Regions from separate parts of the Mus musculus genome. Here region 2 is linked to region 1. Evidence: chromatin contacts called from public Hi-C data. All regions are on one chromosome and are shown on one strand. Each heading gives the region's core, a stretch centred on a gene start, on an enhancer-like site or on the middle of the called end of the contact. The rest is flanking DNA. Distances are from core to core; before and after follow the strand shown.

Evidence for each region. A called contact is a pair of places that touch in the nucleus more often than the background predicts.
Region 2: a Hi-C map of pancreatic cancer cells shows a contact between it and region 1, with 5 times the contacts expected there. The contact joins the promoter of Gimd1 here to the enhancer-like site in region 1. A contact is called at or near these places in 4 of 39 promoter capture datasets (cranial neural crest, embryonic stem cells, frontonasal cranial neural crest and 1 more) and 2 of 484 Hi-C or Micro-C datasets (pancreatic cancer cells and uterus).

Annotation. Positions count from the first base shown.
Region 1 is chr3:132,208,596-132,214,477 of GRCm38.p6, reverse strand. No RefSeq gene overlaps it. Among named protein-coding and RNA genes, the nearest start is that of Dkk2, 130 kb to the right of the region's middle. Within about 2 kb of position 3,002, at least 29 of the 459 cell types and tissues checked have an H3K27ac peak or open chromatin away from gene starts, as enhancers often do. A contact at or near this core is called in pancreatic cancer cells, where this site is marked.
Region 2 is chr3:132,626,321-132,632,202 of GRCm38.p6, reverse strand. It overlaps Gimd1 (GIMAP family P-loop NTPase domain containing 1), which reads right to left and starts at 2,357. Exons shown (of 3, transcript NM_001372140.1): 1 at 2,295-2,357.

The DNA of each region.
Region 1 (5,882 bases), core at 1,753-4,252:
CACTTTGGGCTTCCAATGTGACAGGAAAACATGGGTCTGTATATATTTAGCTACAACTGATGCTCTTAAGTGAATAACAGGTAAAATAGGGATTCCTGGTATACCTTTTATGTGGTATTTCCCCTATAAATTCATCTGAATGCCTGGTCCCCAAATGGTGATGCTATTTTGATAAGCTGTGGAACTTTTAAGAAGTGGACCCTACCTGAGCTACCTGGGTGACAATTGCTACCAGGAGACAGAACTTATCATTTACAGCCCAGATGTGCTTCTAGTCCCTCCGCTGTCTGTAAGAGATGAGAAAGGTAAAGATTCCTACCGTGGTGACCTATTACCCTGCAAATTATAAGCCAGCATAAACCCTGCCCACTTTGCACTGATTACATCAGATTTTGTGTCCCAACAACAACAGCAATAGCTAATACAAGTCCTTAGTTAAGATGTAACGAAAAAAGTCTTAGAAAAAAAAGGAAGTGCATCCTAGGACTCTAGAAGTAAGAGAACATGGGACTTGAAGTTGCTCTGGATTGTCATTAGTGGTATTCCTCACACTGCCTAATGGCTCCCCTTCTAAGGCTGGTGAAATGATCAACAACCCTTAAGATTTCATAGATATTCAAGGCCATACTACCTCATCGTATGGGGCTGGTGGGCACCACTAAGATGAACAAATATGTAATACAGAGATAGAAACATGGAACAGAATATGAACTCTGGTGAGAGGCAGAACTGGAGATACAACTACAATGGTGAGAACCAGGCTGATTTGAGTGACCTGCATTGCCACCTGAGGCCATAGGGATCCATGCTCCCTCTGAGGGCCATGTCTGGGTTTGAGGTCCTATTGCAACTAGGGTCTACCACCTGAAACCATGTAGATGTCCAGGGGCCATGTTTTCACAGGGTGGGGATAGGGGAGGGACACTGATCTGAGTGAGAGTCCTGGGAAGTCACCTGAAGCCACAGTGATGTCAGGATTCCTGCTGCCCCTGAGGGCCATGTCTAGGTTTGAAGTACTACTGAAACTGGAATCTGTGTTGATGTCCAATGAAGGTCATACAAATGTATGTGGGCTATACTTCTGCTGGACGCCATATTGATGTGAGAGATCTGCATTGCCACCTAAGGAAGGCTATGGTGATGTTCATGGTCCAGGTTCCCCCTGACAGCCTTGACTTGGTCTGTGGTCCTGTTGCAGTCAGGGACTGTGCTCATTGTCTGTGCTATGATGATAAACCATGTGGATGTTCTGTATTCGTGATCTGTGCTCTTACTGACACTAAGATGCAAGAACACTACTTTTTCTGTGATAGGGATGATTTCGGATATGTACTTTGGAAAAAGAGACATGGAAGGCTTCTGTGACAACTCCTACAGAACGCCCCCCCCCCAAGTAACAACCTAAACAGAAGCCATCAAAGAAAAGGGTGGGGCTGGAGAGATGGCTCAGTGGGTAAGAGCACCCGACTGTTCTTCCGAAGGTCCTGAGTTCAAATCCCAGCAACCACATGGTGGCTCACAACCATCCGTAATGAGATCTGACTCCCTCTTCTGGAGTGTCTGAAGACAGCTACAACTCACATATAATAAATAAATAAATAAATAAATAAATAAATAAATAAAAGAATTAAATCTTAAAAAAGAAAAAAAAGAAAAGAAAGGTGTGATAGGGATGTTCTCCACGATTGATGGCTTCTGGCAGGGTGTGGGGGTGGGGAATGACTCAGTTTTATGTAAGGGGCAGGCCACTGAGAGTCTAGTCATGCTCCAGTGAGTATATATGTTTGGAGCCATTTGCTGTTTCTCTAAAGCAGAGGGAAAAAAAGAGAAAAGTCTGCCTGCTAAAGGAGAGTCAAGGTGGGTCACGGTCTATTGGCAGATTTTCTGACCTACTGAGGCATGGAATGATAAGAGGGGGTATACTTGAGGCTCAAGGCAAGGAGATGAAGATTGTATTGACCTTAGTGGAAGGAATAGGGAAGCTTTTGTGTTGGACCAAATGTCTTATATGTATTCTTCAGCATCACTTCTGTTAGTTTAATGCTTTACTTCCCATTGTACTGTGTAATATAAAAAGGCTATAAAAAATATATCACTGCTGGTGTGGTATTGACCTACAGCCCTCCTACATCTGTCTCTTGCATCTTCTTTCTGTCTTTCCTATTGTTAATCCTCACTCTCCACTTCAGAAGAATGTTTGACTTCACACTGGTGGGGCTGGTACACATATAAATTAGACTTGTTTTTTTTTCTTTATTTTTGTGGGGGTCTCAAATTTTTCAGATTTATTTTTGCCAGTGAAGTATATTTGCTTGCAGACAACTCATATATAATTCAGATTATATATGCATATACTTGTATATGTGTATAAATGTATATTTGCATATATGTACATGTATATATATACAGATATACATGTACATATATACAGATATATATGTATAACATATATAATACTCATTATATGTAACATGTATATACGTATATGTGTGTATACATGTATATAATGTATGTGCATATATAGCACACACATACACACACACACACACACACACACACACACACACACACATATATATATATATAAAATAAGATCAACTAGTCTGTGTATTTGCATTGAAGACTTAAAACCAATTATATTCAGGGACTATTAAAAGTTATATGCTAATTCCTGTCATTTGCTGTCTTTGCAATGTCTGTTCCTTTTCTAGTCCCCATTTCCTTACTGACTTTATTTTCTTGTCACTGTGACAAAATATCTAACAAGAAGAACTTGACAGAGAAAGGGTTTATTCAGGCTCATGGCCTGAGGTTTACTGTGTGACTTTCACTGGGTTCATGTGAACAAACTTAGTCATCCCAGACTGTCATCCAAGGAGAGACTAAGTAAATAATTCAACCCAAGTCAAGCTTGTTGAAGCAGTGAGTTTATTCGTACTAGTTACAAAGTGCAGATAGGGAAGGGAGGGTCCCTTACGGGAGCATGTGTGACTCAAAGGCAGCTGCATCACTGACAAGCTTGTCCTAGTACGGGTGATGACTCATGTGATGGATAACCTTCGTTGTCAACTTGTCTACATCCTGCCTTAACTAAGATCCAAGCAGCTGGGCACAACTGTGACTGATTTTATTTTTCTCGATTGGACTATTTGAGACACCCTAAATCTGGATCATCTGAGGTCAGAAGTCCATCCTTGAATCTTGGCCACAGCTTCTGGAAGCAGTCCTCATAAAAGGACATGGAAGAAGGGACATTTTCATTTTTTGCCTGCTTGCCTTCATTCTCACTGGAAAGATCATCTATCCTGTTCCTGAGAAACCCCTTTGCTGATGTTCAAACTTACATTTTCAGGACTCCATACAGACCAAAAACTTGCAGCTCTCTAAGACTTCCCACCAAATTGGGAATACTGAGACATCCATGAGGACTGAACAACTATCAGATCCTCCTTGGCTTTCTATCAGGAGACAGCCAATGTTAAACTACTTGGACCACAGCATGAATGTGTGTGTGTGTATGTGTGTGTGTGTGTGTGTGTGTGTGTGTGTGTGTGTGTGTGTGTGTGTATGTGTATATAAGTATGTATGTGTATATATGTGTGTGTATGTATATATGTGTATGTATGCATGTATGTATGTATGTATATAAGTATGTATGTATGTATACATACTTAGTTTAGCTAATAAAACCTACATTTTTGGCAGTCACTAAACAATAGCAGACATTTCCTTACAAGAGCCTCTGATCTCACAAGTCACAGATCTTTTCCTGGCTTATCGTATTAGATATAATTCTTTCCGTGGAATGGGCCTTAAATTCAAGTGGAAAGTTGCACACATAACAATCATGGCATGTTACATCATTAGGCACAGCTTGCCTTGTCTTTTGGTAGTGTAGTACATGGTGTTCATAGCCAAGCAGGATTGCCAGTGAAAAATTATCTCCAGAAATCTGCACAGTGCCTACAGAATGAAACTAGGCCACAGAGAGGGCGCTGGTCAGCTCCATCCAGGGCTGATTTCCCTATGTCTTATAGAAAAAGCAAGGGGTGTTTTCTCAGTATGGATTTATCATCCAGATCTGGCATGCAATCAGTAATTAGTAGAGATTGCCTATATGGTTTTGGGAATTTCATGAAACTCTTTGGTCAATAACTCATAATGTAGTAGTGTGCTTTGTGTATCAAAAAGTTTATTTAACAACCTTGCAGTTTCTAAAACACCCCTTTTGAAAATGCATGACTGACGACTGGAGAGAGATGGCTCAGCAGTTAAGAGCACTGAGTGCTCTTCCAGAGGGCTTGAGTTCAATTCCCAGCAACCACATGGTGGCTCACAACCATCTGTAATGGGATCCGATGCCCTCTTCTGGTGTGTGTCTGAAGATAGCTACAGTGTACTCATATAAATAAAAATAAATAATATTTTTTAAAAAGAAAATGCATGACTGTTTGTTTTTAGGATGAGGACAGGGTCTCTCTATCTGCGAAAGGGACAGTCATTTTTGTATATTGGTGTGACTCTCAGTAGGCAGAACACACTCCAACCTAAACCCTTCACCCAAGAGTAATTGGGTAGCACACACTGAACTCAAGGGAAGAAACAAAGATAAAGATTGGAAGCTGACTGAGGAGAGATGTGAGGGTGTATCTGAGCAAGTCGGAAAGAGATGGATATAATCAAAAGGGCTTGTATGAAATTAATGAAGGAATAATAAAATATTACTAAAAATAACATACATACTTTTAATTTTTAATTAAAATATATCTTTCCTCCTTCCCCATTCTCCTTCTAGTCCCTCCCTTTCCCCATGATTCCCTGTCAAATTCATGGCCCCTTCTGCTTTGTTATTGTTGCATGTATATGTAAATGCCTAGATTTATAAACACTAGCTGCTGTGTCTGGTTAGTGTTGCTTGTGTGTATATGATTTCAAGGTTGACTTCTTCATACTGGATAAATGATTGGGGGCCTCATCCTTAGGAAGGAATGTTTCTCCAGGTTTCCTCATTCCTTAATTGCTTGTAGTTCTTTGTCTAGGGCTGGGGTTTCATGAGATCTCCCCCTTCCTCGTTAGCATGCCTGTTGATGTTGCACTTGCCCATGTCTTGTTTAGGCAGCCATGTCATGGAGTATCATGGATGAAGCTTCCTTGTCATTTCTAAGAGACACCATCTCACATAATTTTTTTTTCTGGCCCTCTGGTTCATATAGTCTTTTTGTACTCTTTTCTAGAATGTTCCCTGGACACTGAATAATCATTTGGTAAAGAAAATGTGGTTTATACACAGTAGAATGTTTTTTCCACCATAAGGAAAAAAAAAAAAAACCATGGCTTCTGCAGGAATGGAACTGGAAATTTGTATGTGAAATGAAGTGAGCCAGACTCAGAAAGGCAAACACCATGATTTCTTTCATATGCAGAATCTATATTTGAAGTGTGTATGTGTGCACTTGTGTGTGTGTTTGTGTTTGTGCTTATGTGTATGTGTGTGTGTGTGTGTGTGTGTGTGTGTGTGTGTGTGTGTGTGCTTGTATTATAAAAGCAGAAATGAGACCATGGAAGTAGAATAAGAAATCTTAAGGCAGTGGGGAGGAAGGGAAAAGAAAGCAATGTAATTCAGAAAGCAGAAAGGGGGGTTGTTGGCAGAGGAAAGGAGAACAGCTGGAGGGGGGGAAGAGTAGTGAGGAGGGGGGAGGTAAGAACAAGGTATAGGACCAAGAAGCGGGAATTGGTGGGTAGGGGAGCAGGGCAGAGGGAGGGTATGGGGAACTTTCGGGATAGCATTTGAAATGTATATAAAGAAGAAATCTAATAAATTTTTTTTAAAAAGAACAAGGTATAGAAACAAAATGCATGAAAACATATGAAACATGAAAATA
Region 2 (5,882 bases), core at 1,108-3,607, 420 kb before region 1:
TCACACACTGAATTTCACACATTTATAGTGACAGACTTTTATACTCCACTCTCACCAATGGATAGGTCATTCAGATAAAAATTAAACAAAGAAATAATGGAATTAATAGATGTTATGAATCAAACTGACCTAACAGATATCTACAGAACATTTCAACCCCAAAACAGAATATACCATCTTCTCAGCATCTTATAGAACATTCTCAAAAGACCACATACCCAGTCACAAGGCAAGTCTCAACAGACACAAAAAATTGAAATAACCTCCTGTATCCTATCAGACTACCACAAATTAAAGCTGAATATTAACAAGAACAGAAATAACAGAAAACCTGTAGATTCATATAAACCGAACAACTCACTACTGAATGACTATGGGATCAAGGCAGAAACAAAGAAAGAAATTAATGACATTGTAGAACTCAATGAAAATGAATGCATAACATAGCCAAACTTAGCAGACACAATGAAAGTGTTGATAAGGGGAATGTTCAAAGCACTATGTGCATTCCTAAAGAAATTGGAGAGATCTCATGTTAGCACCTGAACAGCACACCTGAAAGCTCTAGGACAAAAAGAAGCAGACATGCCCAATAGGAATAGATGACAGGAAATAATCAAACTGAGGGCTGACATCAAAAAGATAGAAACAAAGAAAACAATACAAAGATTCAATGAAACAAAGAGTTAGTTCTTCTTGAGCATTAAAAAAATAGACAAACATTTATCCAAACTTACTAAAAGATGCAGAGAGAATATCCAAATTAACAAAATCAGAAATGAAATGGGGAACATAACAATAGAAACCAAGGCAACTGAAAGAATCTTTAGGTCATACTTCCAAAGTCTGCATTCCACAAAGTTGGAAAATCTAAAGAAAATGGGCATTTGTCTCAATTAATATCACAAAGCAGACATTAAGATTCTCTCGGCCAATAAAAACCTAGGGCCAGATGGGTTTAAGCACTGAATTGTACTAGACTTTCAAAGAAGAGCTTATACCAATACTCCTTAAACAGTTCAACAAAATAGAACAGAAGGAACATAGCCAAGCCAAACTCATTCTGTGAGGCCACAGTCATCCTGATACCTAACCCTCACAAAGATTCAACAAAGAAAACTTCAGACCAATTCCCCCATGAACATTCATACAAAAATACTCTGCAAAATACTTGCAAACCAAATCCAAGAACACATCAAAAAGTCATCACCATGATCAAGTAGGCTTCATGCCAGAAATGCTGGACTGATTTAATATATAAAAATCTGTCAGTGTAAACATATAAACAATATATAAAAACAGTGTAAACCATATAAACAAACTGAAAGAGAAAAGTCACATGATCATCTCATTAGATCCTGAAACAGCCTTTGACAAAATCCAATGCCCCTTCAAGTTAAAGTTATTAGAGAAATCAGGGATATAGGGCACGAACCTAAACATAATCAAGCAAATATAGCAAGCCGATAGCCAACATCAAACTAAATGGAGAGAAACTTAAAACAATTCCATTAAAAGCAGGGACAAGACAAGGCTGGCCACTCTTTTCTATCTATTCCATATAGTACTTGAAGTTCCAGTTAGAGCAATAAGACAACAAAAGGAGATCAAGGGGATACAAATTGGAAAGGAAGAAATCTAAGTATCACTATTTGCAGATGATAGACACTATACATAAACAACCCCAAAAATTCTAACAGAGAAGTCCTACAGCTGATAAACACCTTCAGTGAAGTGGATGGACACAAGATTAATTAAAAAAAAAGTCAATAGCCTTCCTGTATACGAATGGCAAAGAGGCTGAGAAAGAAATTAGAGAAACAGCACGCTTCACAATATCCACAAAAAGAATAAACTATATTGGGGGTAACTAACCAAGCAAGAGGAAGACATGCACGATAAAAATTTCAAGACTTTGAAGAAGGAGAGTGAAGAAAATATCAGAAGACGGAAAGCTCTCCCGTGCTCACTCACCATTTTCATTGATTTGTAAGCAAAGCGACTGGCAAACTGGCACGTGACCTCAGTAACACTTTAATTGGTAATAGCTGTTATTTTGCTTGTGATTTATAATTCTGTTACATGGTGTTAAGTAATCCAGGTTTCTCTTGTTCTCTAAGGTTTCTCACCCCAGGATTTCCAGGTCTTATCGCAAGCACCTTCCAGAAGCCACACAGTTGAACAATACGTAGGTAGCCGTTCATACAGCTCATTCGATTGTGCCATGGCATCAAGTGGCCGTTCATTTCTGTTTAGTTCCAATCACATATATGATACATTTTAAATCCACTTACCTCTTTTGATGCTAGAAATGTATTCTTTACAGGTTTCCTTGGAACCAGTACAGTTTATTCTTTGAAATGGACTTTGGTCTCCTGACTGTGTGGTACTAGCCGGGGACTGGTACTGCATCGTTTTGTTTAGTTAATCTGTCACCAGACATCCTCTTTGTAAGTGATTAGCTGTCTTCTAATCAGAGCCTACATATGTTATCTCACAGGACTATCCTTTAAATCAATACTTCCTGAAACCTATATTTCCAGAATTAAGTTCCGAGTGTGTTTCTATTAAGTAACAAGGTACCCAAGCCAAAGTACGAAACATTCTTAGTGACAGTTTAGACTTTTCCATTTTAATGGATAAACCCTGCATCACTTCATGAAAACTGCCAGTGAATATATGCGTGTGTATAATAATTTACAGACTATGTAACAGTAGTAAATTCACAAATTCAAATTGTTCTAGAAAAATTCCCTAGGTTATTTGCATATACTTGAAACATATCACCTTAAGCTGTTAAAATCTCTTGTGTGCTCGGTCGGGGACATGCAAACTCATAAACACCTACTGATGACGTATGTAAGGCACACAAGGAGCTGCAAGTTGTTTTTCTTTAAAACTAGTTTTGTTTTGATATTTAAAATCTCTGATTTGTCTTCCTCCTCTGGTTATTTGATAGTCCACACCTCCCCAAACTCATTCACATCACGCATGAGATACAGGATGTCTTTGTAGCTACATTCTGGTCCTTTCTTACAGCTCTCAAGAAGTCTACTGAGTAGTACTTCTGAGAAGGCAATCTGGAGACAGCTGGTAGTCCCCCTTCTTGTGTGGGTCTGACGAGGCAGATGCGAAAAGGATCTATCCTTCATGAGCACTAGTTCTCTGGAATGAAGTAGAAAAGAGCCTCCCCCAGGTGGCGGTAGCAACGTGTTCCCTCAGAAGGAATTTTCAACCAGAATTTAAGTTGCCGCCTCCAAGTGTAAACTGACATACAGCAATCTGCAACAAAATGTATTCGTTGTAGGGTGAATTTTTTTTTTTTAAGAGTGGGAGCTAGCAGGCCTTGGTTTCTGCGTTCCTTTATGGAATGCAGCCAGCACACGCAGACCCTAATTTTTCAACCTCTCATTTTTGAGATGAGCATTTAGGTCATTTGCTGAATACAAAAGGAAGGGTTATAAAAGGAAATTTGATGTTTATAAAAGGAAGTCGACCGTTCACAAGCATAGTTATAAATGACACTGGATATGCAGATGTTTAGCCACATTATCTAATGCTATATTAGATTTGAGACTATTTTATAGATTTATAGGAGGAAAATGACAAATATTAAACAAATTATGTAACAATATTAGCATTTCTCTTGGTGTTTGCTTTGATAAATCAAGGTAAAAGAACAACTTAAAAAAGTACTTTTCCACTGACATTACTAACTATGCTGTCACAGGACTAAAAAGGCTTCATCCTTAATTAGATGGTTTCAGTATGTGTGTTAGAAAGCAGAAATTAGCTACTTCAAGTTTTAAAAAAAATTAAAGCGGATCCTGAAAAAATTAGATAAAACCACAAAAAGGAATTCCAGTCTGCTGGAATTGGCAGAGAGGGGAGAGCCAAGCAAAGAGATTAACACCAGGAGAAGAAGGGCCTGTGGCCTGGGATAGGGATTTCAGCATTACAACCTGGGAGAATCTCCTAAATTGGAAGATGGAAAGAACTCAGGGACAACTTCAGAGTCAAAAGGGCTAATGTGCCACTTTTAGTCCTCTGCATCTATGGGATGCAAAACTACTTGTGTTCATAGTTTCCTTCTGTGATGGCTTTCCATTTTCATCTTAGTTTTGGTTTTTATTTCATTTTACTTGGTAGAAATTAAAGAAAGGGTTCAGCTCTGTATGTATATTAGCTCAGGATAAGGACCACACAAATCAGAGGACATGTAAGGACAAGTAAGTCACAAACAGGAGGTCTGTGCTGTAAGAATGCTAGTTCCCAGGAACTTGTAGGAACCATCCAGAGGATATTAGACCTTCCATCATCCATGAAATCATATATTTTCAGATGACAAAACCCTAGCTGCTGAGGATTTGATTTCAAACGTGTATATAGTATATAGCAACAGTTCTCAACCTGTGGGTCTCAACTCCTTAGGGGAGTTGAATGGCCTTTTCCCAAGGGTCACCTAAGACCATCAGAAAACACAGATATTTATGTGCAATTTGTAATAGCAGCAAAATTACAGTTATAAAGTAGCAACAAAAGTAAATTTATGGTTTGAGGTCACCACAACATGAGAAATTGTGTTAGGAAAAGGTGGCAGTGTTAGGAATATAGTCAATATTTACACATATGCATATATTTCTGTGTGCTCCTGTGTATATGCACATCTGAACAAAGCTTATAACTTGTCTATATATTCAATAAAATCCCACATCTTTATCAAATGAATTCTGTTATAAGCAGATCTTGCCAGACAGCAATTTGATTAATGAATGAGCTTATACTCTAATGAATCTTCATTTTCATTGGTTCAAGCTGAACCCTTTGCTCTGATTATATTTCTTTTTTGTAGTAAATAAGGCCCATAGCATACAGGTAGGCCAGGTTGTCTATGATGGCCTATGCTTTAATCTTGGCCGGTACGACACACATTTGAGCTTCCTCTCAGCTGACCAGAAGGTGGAGGCTGATTGTGATTTGGATAACAGAGTCCAAGTTGGTTTTAGAAGAAAAAAAGATCTCACTTTTATTGAGACCCTGGTCAGAAGTTCAAATATACTAGACAAATAATCTTAATTTGAATATTGTTGGAACAATGAAGAATGTTCAGGTTTGGACAGGACTATGGGAATGAAGCCTTCAGTCCAAAACAAGTTTTGTATTTTGTAGCTTCTGGCACTCACATACCCATGCAGAATAGTCATGATGTTTGGATTTAGTTCTGTTATTATTTGTTTGCTTATTTTTATTCCGAATGGTTGTACATCTTTTCAAACTATAAATGTACTGTGCATTTTTCAAATCACTAAATACAGAAATAAAAATTACTAGCCTATAGGGAAATAGAATTACTTTTGGATATTAATTGCTCGGGGACCATGAGATATTGGCTCTTTTGGGGACATTTCTAACCGTGTCCTCATTCCATTTACTTCTCTTAAGAATCTCTTTTGCAATGAGAAGCATCCAGGAAGGAAGAAGCCTTGGTTTTTCAACTGTGTGGAGGCAAAAACATTTTCTGGCAATCACTTAAGTCACACTACTTTTTAATATACTACCACATTCAATTTTATAATATTCAATATTTATAAACTTTATTAATAATCAGATTTATTTATAGCAGTACATATTTAAAATGTTTACTATTTTATGTTTGTGGTGTACATGTGTGTATGCATGTGTGTGCATATATCTATAAGAAGGCTTCACGTTGATGTTGCTCACTACATTTTCTTTTTTTTTTCCATTTTTTATTAGGTATTTAGCTCATTTACATTTCCAATGCTATACCAAAAGTCCCCCATACCCACCCACCCCCACTCCCCTACCCACCCACTCCCCCTTTTTGGCCCTGGCGTTACCCTGTACTGGGGCATATAAAG